Regions from separate parts of the Mus musculus genome. Here regions 2 and 3 are each linked to region 1. Evidence: chromatin contacts called from public Hi-C and promoter capture Hi-C data. All regions are on one chromosome and are shown on one strand. The core of a region is the stretch at or near the end of the contact, and the rest is flanking DNA. Distances in the headings are between cores, read along the strand shown.

What was found. Promoter capture Hi-C pulls out the DNA fragments that hold promoters and counts their contacts. Hi-C and Micro-C count contacts between places; a contact is called where the count stands out from the background.
Region 2: a contact with region 1 is called in a Hi-C map of cortical neurons, with 1.9 times the contacts expected there. The contact joins the enhancer-like site here to the promoter of Clstn2 in region 1. A contact is called at or near these places in 7 of 484 Hi-C or Micro-C datasets (cortical neurons, embryonic stem cells, nephron progenitors and 1 more), 4 of 115 datasets of contacts at active chromatin or transcription factors (embryonic forebrain, embryonic stem cells and forebrain) and 1 of 9 other capture datasets (pancreatic islet).
Region 3: a contact with region 1 is called in a promoter capture Hi-C map of hippocampal neurons, with 4 times the contacts expected there. The contact joins the enhancer-like site here to the promoter of Clstn2 in region 1. A contact is called at or near these places in 1 of 39 promoter capture datasets (hippocampal neurons), 4 of 484 Hi-C or Micro-C datasets (cortical neurons, embryonic stem cells, gonadal supporting cells and 1 more) and 2 of 115 datasets of contacts at active chromatin or transcription factors (forebrain and stem cell-derived neural progenitor cells).

Annotation. Positions count from the first base shown.
Region 1 is chr9:98,031,016-98,035,347 of GRCm38.p6, reverse strand. It overlaps Clstn2 (calsyntenin 2), which reads left to right and starts at 2,181. Exons shown (of 18, transcript NM_022319.2): 1 at 2,181-2,487. The coding sequence starts at 2,373.
Region 2 is chr9:97,846,019-97,850,350 of GRCm38.p6, reverse strand. The region is part of intron 1 of Clstn2 (calsyntenin 2); the gene reads left to right. Among named protein-coding and RNA genes, the nearest start is that of 4921534H16Rik, 160 kb to the left of the region's middle. Within about 2 kb of position 2,075, at least 18 of the 459 cell types and tissues checked have an H3K27ac peak or open chromatin away from gene starts, as enhancers often do. A contact at or near this core is called in cortical neurons and forebrain, where this site is marked.
Region 3 is chr9:98,218,467-98,222,798 of GRCm38.p6, reverse strand. No RefSeq gene overlaps it. Among named protein-coding and RNA genes, the nearest start is that of Nmnat3, 76 kb to the left of the region's middle. Within about 2 kb of position 2,223, at least 3 of the 459 cell types and tissues checked have an H3K27ac peak or open chromatin away from gene starts, as enhancers often do. A contact at or near this core is called in hippocampal neurons, where this site is marked.

The sequences.
Region 1 (4,332 bases), core at 932-3,431:
TCAAGAATGCTACTGTCCAGGGGTAGAGCAAACCACACAGCCAATCTAAAAGCCGGAGTGGGAGAGCGCCATCCAAGGGAACAGCTCCAGAGAACCATGACTAAACAGAGGCTACTGCAGAGCTTAATCTAGCAGACACTCTCATCCTCCTTCACAAGAAGCGAAGGATGAGAGACGTGCTGCACCTGTTGGTAAGCGCCCTTTCCCTACTGTGTTTCTCTGTGATGTTCTTTCCTGGCCATTTCTTTCTTGGGGATGTTTTATAATTCTCTGTTCTGCTTCTTTTCATTCTCTGTTCTGCTTCTCATTATTTGGTCTGAATTTGAAACTTCATGTCAAATACTTGGGACCAGATGACTTTAACAACAGTTAGCTTAAGGACCTCCAGGGATGATGTTCAGTCAGTAAGGAGGTTCTTGTCTGAGTAAACAAGGGGGGTAAATATCAGCCAAATGGGATGGAGCACAAAGGATAAAAAAATGGGTCGATTTTACATTTCTCTCATTCACTGGCTTCTCTGACTTTGCATGGTCAGCATCTACCTCCTTCTGGATTATAACTTTAAAATCTGAGAAGGGTGAGAGGTCTCTTGATGTTGGCTTGGAACTTGGTAGCTCTTTACCTTGGGTAAAGGAGTGACCTTACTCCAGAAACAAGAACAATAGCACAGGTGTTGCTTCATGGACTAAAGGGGACCTGCTGGCCAAAGAGCTGAGTCCCCTGCAGCCACCAGGATTTGCAGCTGTTGAGCACCTCTTGAGGTCTCAAATGTTGAAGTTTGTTTTTAACACCACAGTCTCCCAGTGTGCTGCCAGGACCACACAGGGAGGCTGGGCAGCAGAAGGCTCTTAATGTATTTTATGGCTTGGTTGAGTACTCCGAACTACACTTATTAATTATGAGATGCTGTTCAGTCAGTGTTGCAATATACACATTTGGCTAATTGATTTGTACAGGCTCATATCGAGCAACATAAAGAATGTGCAGGACCATAAAGCGGGGGACTTTAACTGCTTTCATCCCCTTTGGCTTCTCCAAGAGGGACAAAGACCTTGTGTCCTTCATTGCCTAACGGGGCATCCACAATCATTTAGTGCTCAGGAAATGTCTTGAACGGGATGATGAATGAAAGGATAATTTTGTTTGTTTCTGTGTTTTTTGTTTTTTTTTTGTTTTTTGGTTTTTTTTTTTTTTTTTTTTGCCTCATTTCTCAACTGCACATGACCCTTGGATCGTGAGAAAATAGTACATCTATGGAAATATAGTGATTTCTTCCGAGCGGTTAGTTGATTTTACTGGGAACCTTCTTGATCCTTTGGCAGCCTGATGGTGGTTGGGGGTGTATTGTGGTGGAGAACTATATGAACCCCACCTCCAGAGACAGTGTTCCTTGGCTTGAGATTTTAGAAGGCATGATACCAAATGGCATACTCTTACCTAGGTAGTGACAATGTAAAGGTGGCAACTTCTGAGGGAGAAGTTTGAATGTGCTTCCCACTGAAGACTGACAGTTGCCTTTTCTGACTTTAGCTAGTCCTTTTGACTCTAGCAGTGGCTGTGCCTGCTTCACTGAGATGGCACAGAGCCCGGGCATTGCTACGCAGGTCCTAAGTGATCTCTGCCCTACAACTCCTAGAGGCAGTGGCCTTTTGCAGCTCTAGTGAGCGCCTGGCGCCCTCCCCAGACCAGGCGGCATAGAGCGTCCATCCCTAGACCATATCCAAGGGCAGGGTCCACAGAGACAGCATCCTGGCCCCTCCGCAGGGATGTCGGTTCAAAGGGCGCATCACAGTAGGGTCGCCTGCATCTTTACAGAAGGTCCTCGGGCGATCACTTGGTTGTGGCGCTCGCAGTGCCTCGGGGCTGCAGTTTGGAGAGCCGCAGGGGGGGACGCCAGGCCCTAAGGCTCCCCTGGAGCCTCCCGCATGGGTTCCACCCGCCGGAACCGGCGCCTGACCGAGTCGGATCACGCGAGCGAGCGGCATAGGGGATGGCTGTGGAAAGTTGGGGGCCGGAGCTGCGAGGCGGGGGAGCGCGCAACCCCGCGCCGATGTCCGCGTCTCATGAATATGCACGAGCCACCTCCCTCCCTCCGTGACGTCACGGGCCGTCCCGGGGTGAGCGCTGGAGCCGCTCCGGGTCCGCGCCAGTGAGTGCTGCTGTTGCGGGAGAGCGAGCGACGCGGCGAAGGGCAGCGGAGGCGGTGAGTGAGGGCGGCGGCGGCGGCTCCAGAAGCGCACCCGGCAGCTCCAGGGAGGCGGCGCGGCAGGCACCGGCGGACACCAGCGGACGCCAGCGGACACCGGCAGGCGAGGCCGGCGCGAGCGGTAGGAGGCGGCGGCTGCAGCTCGGTGGCGGCTCAGGCGGCGAGGATGCTGCCGGGGAGGCTGTGCTTGGTGCCGCTCCTGCTGGCGCTGGGCGTAGGGAGCGGCGGCGGCAGTGGAGACGGCGGAGACAGCCGGCGGCGCCGCCTCCTCGTGGCGAAAGGTGGGTGCTGGGGAAGTTTGTTCCTCTTCTGGAAGGAAGCAGGGCGGGCTCGAGGGTGCAGACCCTGGACTTACTCGTCTAACACCCGCCCTTTCTTGTGGCAGCTTCGGCTTCTGCGCGCACCGTCCTCGAAGTGTGCGCCCTAAACTGTGGACCCAAGAGGTTCTCCAGCCCAACCTCTGGGCGGGGTCCAGGCGCCAAGGAGAAGGGGAGGTCTATGGAGTATAGAGAACTTTGGGGGCCCTGTGTGCTGGGGTGGGAGCATCGCGGGGCTTGGCTCAGGGATGCTTTGAGCAAGGCAGGACATGGGCGCTGTAGCGGGGGCTGGGGAGTGGGTGAAGCAGGTGTCTGTCTGCTTCTGCTTTGGGGGCAAGAACCAGGGGCGTCTTCAAAGCAGCGAGACGAGCTGGACTGGCACTCCAGCTTGAGGATGGCGTGGGAACTTGTAGGCTCCTGAAAGCCTTGCCCGCACCCAGGCGCTCCTCCTGCTCCTCCGCAGCGCGGGCTCTGGCTCCCCTGGGAACTCACGCCCTCAAGATGGGCAGAGTCCGGAAGAAGCGCGGGATGTGATGGTTGCTACTGCGGCTCACACTCTGCTTTTCTTCGGAGGACCGAGCCTCCGAGCCTAGAGCTCCTCTCTGGTCTTTATAGTTGATCTTGACCTCTCTAATCCTCTAAGATTCTCCTGAACGCTGGCGTTATCAGGGGAACCTGAAGCCCGCAAGCCCCAGACTTTGACAGCTGTCTGGGAGCGCTGGGAGAAGCGCAGGTTGGGGAGCCTGCATCTGGAGGGCGGGTCTGGAACAGAAGGTCACGCGGTAGCCAAAAGCTGGGAAGCATCGCAGGAGCCCAATTGGGGTGGATGATGGTGGGCTCAGGGAGACTGTAGCAGATTGCAGGATGGAGCGTTTGGCTTAAGTGGTAACTTGTTGATTCTCTGCACTGTTGACGAGGAGGGCGTGCTTTTGATTTCTGCCAGGTGAACGGGTGACATATGGTCCTTGGAATTCTGTCTGGCGATATTTTGAAAACAGAGTTTTTGTCCTTGTTGGAAAAAGATTCCCAAGTAGAGACAGCTTGATTTAGAGGTTTGTTGGCTGAGCTGGTATGAAAAGCACAGCAGCCTGGATCTCTCCGGAGACAGGGCAATTGGGGAAGCAGGCCATTCCATTTGCCTTGTCTGGACTTTGAGAGCGGCCTCTCCTGACATTTGCAAGTGATAAATTTGGGAAAAGAGGTGCTCCTATTCTTTTTAATCTATTGATTTCTGGTGACATAAAATGGAAAAGATTTTATGCACAGGTGTCTTTCTAACACGTACCTCTCCTCTTCCTCAAGGAGTTTCTTTTTCCCTTTCTTTCTTTCTTCCTTTCTTTCTTTCTTTCTTTCTTCCTTTTTTCTTTCTTTCTTTTTTTCTTTTTTTGAGAAGACAGAAAAATTCATCATGAAAATGTCTTTTTAAAAGTGGTATGGTAAAAGGTTGTCTGTATGAAGGGACCAATGTACTATGCTGTTGCTGTTGTTCTGGTGAAAATAAGGATAGAAACCGAGCGTCCGAACAGTCTGTTCTTCCAGTACGGACACTTTGACAGGTAGGCAGATTTCATCCTTTCAGGGGAGCTCACGGTGAGTAAGGATTAGAGAAGGAGTAATTTGGGAAGAGAGCCCCTCCTGTAACACCTTGCTGAGTTTGCCAAGAATGGGAAATGAGAGGAGAGGGAGAGAACAAAAAGCCACAACAAATGCAGGCTTCCACAGGTCTAGATTATGTAAATAATTGTATATAAAATAATTTAAATCCGTAATTTTCTTCCCTTAGAATATATCCATTTCACATTTAAAGCT
Region 2 (4,332 bases), core at 826-3,325, 180 kb after region 1:
GCTTTGCATACATTTCTCCTTCACTGAGGATACTCTCCTATATGTGTCCTTACTGAAGCTGCCCCATGCTCTCCTGCTGCCCGTGTCTGCTGCCCGTGTCTGCTGCCCTTGGCTGCCATGCCCCTCATTGACTGGCATCTTTTCTACTTTGTGTTTGCTTTTTCTGGATCACAGGCCTAGAGGCTCTCAACAAACAGGATTCTTGAAGCTAGTTCTGGAAGCTGTATCTCCTACTCTAAACTTCTTGATACATTTGTGTTGTGACAGGAGAGTGATGAGTTTCAAAACAAGACTCAACCATTGCATGCTTGAACTTGTGTGATTAAGAGTTCTTTCCTTTGAAGAGCCATTGCATGCCAATTCCATGCAGGCTTCTGTATCTGAAACGCATGTGTCTATAGAGACAGGATGTAATAGGTGTACCATTTCTCTTTATGGTACCCCATGCACAGTGAGTGTACCATCTGTTGAATGATGTTGTGGCTTGAATGTAAAATGTCCTCAGAGGACTGATGCTTGAACACTTCAATTGGTGGCACTGTTTTTGGAATGTTGTAGGACTTTTAGGAGGTAGAATCATGCTAGAAGAGATAAATTGCTTGAGATTGGCCTTGAAGTTTGATAGACTGGCCCCTCTTCCTGTCTAATCTCTATTTCCTGACTGTTCACAATGTGAACATTTGCTTCATATTCTTCTGCCATATCTTCACCACCATGATGAATTACATCCTCAAACTGTGAACCAAAATATCCTTTCATCCTTTTAGGTACTTCTTTTCAGGTATTTGTCATGGCAGCAAGAAAGGAACATAGATGAATGATGACCATGAATGGCAAGTGGTTTGATACAGTTTGTACCATTCTACTTGACATGGAAACCTTCACCATCCATCTATTCTCTCTCTCTCTCTCTCTCTCTCTCTCTCTCTCTCTCTCTCTCTCTCTCTCTCTCACACACACACACACACACACACACACACACACACACACACTTTAGCATGGTCAGTGTTCTCCAGTGTCTGGTGGCTGCTTCTCTGGGAACCTTCACTGGAACCCTGCCAATGAAACTGGTTGCAATATCTCTCTTCTTGCTCTGGTGGGGGTCGGGGTTCCTAAGAGCATGAGGGCTTTAAGAACAATTTAAGTTTGGCCTTAAGGTCCAAGGAGTAAGACTCCTGAGGGCCTATGATCCAGATTCCCCACTCCTGGCTCCAGTCCTCAGCCCCTTTCACCCTTCACATTTGTGTGAATAGAGAGTAAAACAAGAAAACTTGCCTTTGTGTCAGGGAAAGAAACCATGAGTGGCTAGGACACTGTTTGGTGGCTTGAGTGGAAGAATGCCACTTGTCATTGGGAATGTCCATATAAAGAACAGTCCAGCTGTGCAGACATCCTGTCTTCTGAGGTTCAGCTTCCATGATAAGGCCAGAGAAGACTCTGGCCAGCTTGTACTTTATTACCTTTTGAGAAAACCAGACTTACCAAGCCTTAAGTAAGAGGGGCAGTCAGGAAGTGCCAATCATGGGGGTGGGACTTGATTATGAGATCCAAACAGGAACAAGGTGAAGCTATTCTCTGGTCCTTCCTCCAGCTAGCTTGCTTCGAATGTTCCTTAGGAAGCATACATGTACCTGCAATGGAGCTCCTACAGGCCACCAAAGGTCTCACACATTCTGCAGTGGGAGGTGCGTCTCTGCTACTAGCTTGTCAGCGCATCCTTAACAGTGTGAATCTATTAGCTGCGTGGGCTTGGCACATTGAGGAGACAAGCCTGGGTGGCCTGCTTAGCTTTAAAGGCAGCAAAATGCAGTGGATGTATGTGAGGGTAAGATCATTTGGTACACTATAGAAGAACGGCACAGGTTGGCTGTAACCGCTAATGGAATCATGCTAGCTGAATCATGGACTCCTGATGCACAATATAACTATTTTATTAGATAATAAAGAATGTCTTTCCTCCGAAGAAATGGATCCTTAGAAAATTCTGCTGCACAAACCTCCAGAGCGCTTTCTAAGTGCCGTATTAGCTCCCCTAATGGGCTGGAAACCTGGTATTAATGACGCAGGGAGAGGGCGTGCCAGGGAGGTCACATGGGAAGAATGTCTGTCTGAGGGTGGAGAAACTCTGGGCATACATCCAGGAGCATAGATTCTTCCTCTTCTTTTTGTTCCTCTTTCCCCTTTTCAGCCTTTAAATATTTTTAAAAGCAATTTTAGTGCAGAAATCTGCAGTCTCCAGGGCTGCAGAGTGCAGAGTCACAATTGGCTAGCTTTGTCATGGAGCTTTGGAAACTCAGTGAAGTCATCTGTGTGTTATTCTGCTTGCACTTCTATAACAAGACACTCGAGTCTCTGTAGCATTGCAAACAACAACAATTTACTGCTCACATGTTTGCATTTGGAGAGTTCATTTTCAAGGTGCTGTTACATTTGATGTCTGGCCAGAGCTGATCCCTTTGCTCCTAAAATGGTACCTTATTGCTGCATCCTTGGGTGAGACTGGATGCTGTGTCCTCTCATGAATGAAGGGCAGAAACATGAAAGGCTCTACCTACTTCCCTCCCAGGCCTATGCAAACCCCCCAACTCCTCTTCAAAGACAGTGTTCATAGCTCAGCCCTTACTGAGGTCCTGATATCTTAACTCTGTTAAATATATGTTTCCAGGTCAATTTTGGAAGGTCATATGCATCCCAAACAAATCAGAACTCTTAATCTCAGTCACAGATTTTATTTTTGAGGCAGGGCTTTTATGAAATAGTCAATGGCTTAATTAATTAACCCTATATGGGGAGAGTCCTAATTTGATATGCTTAATGACCTTACAGGATAAAATGACCCCCCCTGCTGGGCAGTGGTGGCACATGCTTTTAATCCCAGCACTTGGGAGGCAGAGGCAGGTGGATCAGCAAGTTCAAGGCCAGCCTGGTCTACAGAGTGAGTTCCAGGACAGCCTGGGCTACACAGAGAAACCCTGCCTCAAAACAAACAAACAAACAAACAAACAAACAAACAAAATGTCTCCCCTCTACCCCTCCCTCATTCTCACTTTCTACCTCCCTTCTCCCTTTTTCCTCTTCCTTCCCCTTCTATCTCCCACATGCAATAAGGTATGATCCATTCAGAACACAGCAAGAAAGGCCTTGATCTTTGATTTCTAGCTTCCAGAACTCTAAGGAACTAACTCCACCCCCCACCCCAAACAAAAAATAAATAAATAAAACATACAACAAAACAAAAACCAAACAAACAAAGAACAAAAAAACCCAAGTACTTATATCATTCAAGCCACAAAATGGCTACCTGAGCACAGCATTTGGAAGCAATTACTGGCCTCTGTACACAAAATCTACTTTCAGAGTTAGTGAGATATAGTGGCTGAAGTGAGTTGGAACCGTGGCCTTTGATAATCTCACATTCTAATGTATGCCTTAGCTCAGATCAAATTTGAGGCATGGTTCTAGGTAACATAGTCAGGCGTATACGGGGAAAGTCTATGAGGGAACAAAAGGGATGTACTCACAGTCCCAATCAAGGCATTAATGTGGCCTCAGGAGCGAGAAGGGAAGGTAGCTCCCAGTGAGGTAGAAGACCTGGAGGTTGAGATTGTCAGGTCTTTGATTTCATCTGCTTTCTTTCCTCAAAGTGGGCCAGGCCACATTACCAGCTGTGAGGGAGAATTGAGGAGGTAGGATTGAGAGGAGAGAGGAAGGTGTCAAATGGGCACATGTGACCTGGGGTGCCTGGTTGTCAGGAGGACCCATGAGATTGGGTTCATTGTGCATATCAAGCACAGCCATTGCCTTCTGCTTTCTGGTCTCCAGGCTCATGTACATGAGCCCCAGCTTGGGGTCCCCCTAGGCTTTGTTTCCTGACTGTAGAGAGGGAAGGTGGAAGAGCAGGGGGTGAGAAGAAAGATTCTAGGGAAAGCTTTCTCATTCCTGTATGTAACTAACAAAAGATGACAATGAGAGCATGGAAGAGAGAGACCAGATCAAAGGGGACCAGGGTGCTGGAGGTCCCCTTGGGGTAAAAGGATTGAATGAAAGGAGAGAGGGCAAAAGAAATTCATTGACACTGAATAATTGGAAAAAAACATATGGGCTTTTCCATTGGTTGATAATGATGATGTATGACCACAGAAATAACCAAAATGGGAAAAGAGAGACTGGTAGAGACAGTCAAGAAGCTGGGGCACCATGGTGGTAGACAGATTGAATATTCCTATGATTGTTTCATCCAACAAAATTGAAAGAACATAGCCAGTAGTGCACATCTCCAATCCTAGCTGCTTAGGATATTTAGACCATTAATGAACCTGTGTGAATTCAAAC
Region 3 (4,332 bases), core at 974-3,473, 190 kb before region 1:
AATCAATGCATTGTGGGAGGTTAGCTTATTTCACATTTGCCATGCATTTTGTTGATAAGGGTGCCATTTTTCAGGGAGAGAAAAAAAAACATGTATAATGTGCGTTTAAAGTACTAAGTATTACTGATATTGGGTGCATTTCAACCCCTCTCCCAAAAAAGAGAAAATCTTGGCTGCTTCAAGATCAGAAGGGGTCTTTGTTGTCTGATATGTTTATTAGAACCCACAGGTAGCTTTCCCAGAAGGAGATAACAAGGGTAGGTGGGTACACAATTTCTCCACAGCAGCAGTTCTCAATTTGTGAGTCGTGACTCTTTTGGGGGTGGGGGCCTCATATCAGATATCCTGAATATCATATATTTACATTATGATTTGTAACAGTAACAAAATTACAGTTATGAAGTAGGAAAAAAAGTAATTTTATGGATGGGGTCAGCACAACATGAAGAACTGTGTTAAAAAGTCACAGCATTAGGAAGGTTAAGAACGCTCTAGAGGTGTCTAGGAGACCCATTCTGTTGTCTGGGCTTCAGTGTCATCAGCTGTGTGGCTTTGGGGGAGCCATTAACATCCCAAAACTCATAATTCTTATCTGTAAAATAAGAGTCACAATGATATTGCAGAGAGATGCTATGATATCACACAAGAGGCCTCTTTAAAGAAGCTGCCCAACTCAGTCATAGCTTATGTCACCAGTAGTTTTAGTTGCCAACTTGATACACCTGAAGGTTGGATGCTCAATAGAAAAATTGTCTCCATGGATTGGCCTGTGGCCACGTCTGTGGAGCTTTTCCTTAATTGCTAATTGATGTAGGAGGGCCCTGCCCACAGTGGGTGGTGCTACCCCTGAGCAGATGGTCTTTTGTTGTATGAAAAAGCAAGCTGAGCAAGCCATAGAGCAAGCCAGTAAGCAATATTCCTTCACTGTCTCTGTATCCATTCCTGCAGCCATATTCTTGCCTTGAGTTCCTGCCCTGACTCCAATCAGTGATGGACTATCACTTGTGGGCTAAAATAAACCCATTATTCCCCAAAGTTGGTTTTGGTCAGCGTTTTTGCCTAAGCAATAGAAAGCAGACTAGATTATCAAACTGAATACATTGTGTGTGTGTGTGTGTGAGTGTGTGTATGTGTGTATGTATATATACATATATATACACATGTATATGTATATACGTATATATGTATGTGTATATACATATATACGTATATATATGACATTTAAAAAATAACCACAGAATTTAATGAATTTCCATTTATGACAGCATTAGATTCTAAAGTTTTCCACAAATGAAACTTTTAGATGGGATGGAACTTCTCTGGGTTTTGTGGCTCATTCATTTAAAAAGACTCTTTTTACAGCCCACAGCATGCCTCTGTTTTCTTAGTCCCCTCTTCTTATCGTTTTTTATTTGGCTGGGTATCTATTTATCTAGCATTTATGAGGCTGTCAGTTGCCATCTCCTCCCCCTTTTCATTATAAGACGTTTCACACTTATACAAAAGTAGAGAATATAGAATAACAGATCCCCCCTTTCCCATCACCCAGTGTCAGTAATTATCAGCTGGATACCAGTCTTTTTCCTCTGTAATTTTTACCCACTCTTTCCCACCCCATTATAGGCTACAGAAGAGAGGATTCAGCTATTTTTATCACTTCATAGGCTGTGCCTCTATAAGGGAAGAAGTCTTTTAAAAAGTTATAGCCATGATTTATATAAAAAATCATCAAAAGTTCCTTAATTTTATGAAACAACCAACATAGACTCAAAATACCATGGTGCTTTATATCATCTCTACATTTTTTAATTAAACAAAGTTTAAAGTTCATCTATAGTGATAAAGTGATGCCATGCCTAAGTAATTTTTAATTTGTTGGTTTCTTGTCAATCAAAGTATCTTTTCCTTTGTATCATATCTGTTGGAGGGTCTGGGTCATTTGTCCTGGAGAGTTCATCACACTTTGGGTTCTGCTAATAGAATTTATTGTGTTACATATTAAGAAGAACTGCTCCTGTCTACACACACACACACACACACACACACACACCTATGTGGTTAGATCTGTGTTAGATCTAGAAGCTTGCTTCCCTTTGGGTTACATTCTTTTCAAAGGCAGGCTCACTTACCCGTGGTTCTGTTTGCTGGTATCAGGAGGCAGCAATGTTCATTGTCTGCCCGTGCTGCTGCAGACATTGAAGCTCACTGTCTAGAGCCATGAATTTATTGGAGTTGGCAAGATGTTCGTATGCTAATTCCGTCCCGCCGCCTTCACTTATTAGCTAGAATACATCTATAAATGGATAATTCCCTCCATCAACCCCGCAGTTACCCTGAGGGATAGTTCATTTAGGAAAAACAAGATAGATGCTTGATTATCTCTCTTTACCGTTTTCTAAGATAATTACTTGGTTAATTTGTGCCTTCCAATGCTGACTAGTTTATTTTCGATTTTTATAAACTCGTGGGTTTAAGGATATTTCATGTCTTTCAATCCGTTTCAGTCATTATCATCATTGAAGCTCAAATCACCTTCCCTTAGCCAGTGGGAGTATCTTCAAGCCTTCTCCTGAATCTTTTTAATTTTTTAATTTTTTTTTATTTTTGGTGCTTTAAAGTTTTTATTCAATGTATTTTTTTTTTTAGTGTTTATGAACCTGTTCTTTTTTTCTTTAATTGGATATTTTATTTGTTTACATTTCAAATGGTATACCCCCTTTCCCGGTTTCCCCTCTGCAAACTTCCTATCCCATCCCCCCTTCTATGAGGGTACTCCCCCACCCACCCACTCCCGCAATCACAACCCTAGCATTCCTCTATATTGGGACATCAAGTTTTCACAGGACCAAGGGCCTCCCCTCCCACTGATGCCAGATAAGGCACCTTTAGCTCCTTCAGTCCTTCTCCTATCTCCTCCACTGGGGTCCCTGTGCTCAGTCTGATGGTTGGCTACGAGCATCCACAGCTGTATTGGTCAGGATCTGGCAGAGCCTCTCAGTTCTGCTGAGTCTTTTTGGCATTATACTAGAAGCTTCTGAGTGTTTTCTTACAGATCCCATCCCATCATGCATTTCTCCAAGGCTTTCCAGATTCATTTAGCGAGAGGATGGGCATCTCCAGAGCTCTGTGCCATGCGTTAGCCCTTGTTTCTGGGCCTTCTTAATGGACAGAACCAAGGAGACATGAATGCATACGTAAATATGTTAAGATTAAATTTATTGTGAGCTAATTCTGCTGCTACCTACTCCGGTTTAGGGTTATAGGATTTTACTTAGCCCCATTGATCATCTGTCTATATGCTATTCCTTCCTAGTGAATACATCATTTTTCACTGTCACTACATAATTACTCATGTGCTTTAGTGTAACACACACACACACACACACTGCCAAGGCATAACTGTGCAAACAGCACTACCAATTCCACGTCGAAAACACTTACGCTCAATTTAAAAATCACTGGCTAGATGCCTTTATTCAAGCACTTGGGGGTATAGGCAGGACTGCAATTGGGAGTTTAAGGTCATCCAGGACTACAAAGCAAGGCTTTGGCAAAAGACATAAAAGGGAAACAAGCAAATAAGGAACAAAAGAAAGAAAGGTAAGGTGGAAAGAATTCCGGAGCCAGAGGACATGGAAGACTGTCAGGAAATGCTGCCATCTATGTGTGACCTTGTCATTTTGATCACAAGTACACAGTTGCTATGGATGTCTGCACAAGACTGGGCCCCGAAACATTCCATCAAGAATAGGGGAGGTGCCCATGAGGCTCCACCCCTTCCTAAGGGGCTATAACTGTTAATGAGCCCTGCAGTATGAGTTGTTTGTTTTTCTTTCAGCCAATGAACTGAAGAGGTTCAAAGAAACAGAAAGGGATATCAGATGGCAGCAAGGGCTGAGCAAATATAATCACAATACATGGTTATGTATGCACCAACCTGTCAGAAATAAGGAAGAATTTAAACAAAAGCCAAAGAATTAGTATGAATAAACAAAGCAAAAATCAAGTTTTCAGTTCTTTCTGGTTTTAGGATGTATTCTACCAGAGATCAAGGTATTTTAAGACATCTGAAACTGGGCCTGCCTGGGTGGTTAGTCTACCCACTGAATATAGTTAGGTTCACTTATTTAATTTACAGTTTGATTTATAGGAATTACTTTTCTAAAATTTAATTTTCCCTTATATACAATATTTACATGATTCAAAATTAAACTCATAAAGCAAGGTATATTGAGAGAATACCTTAAAGACTTTAAATTTCAGTGAATATTTTCTATGCATTTTCAAGCATTCTTTCTGTAGATGATAGCATAATATATATTTTCTACCTTG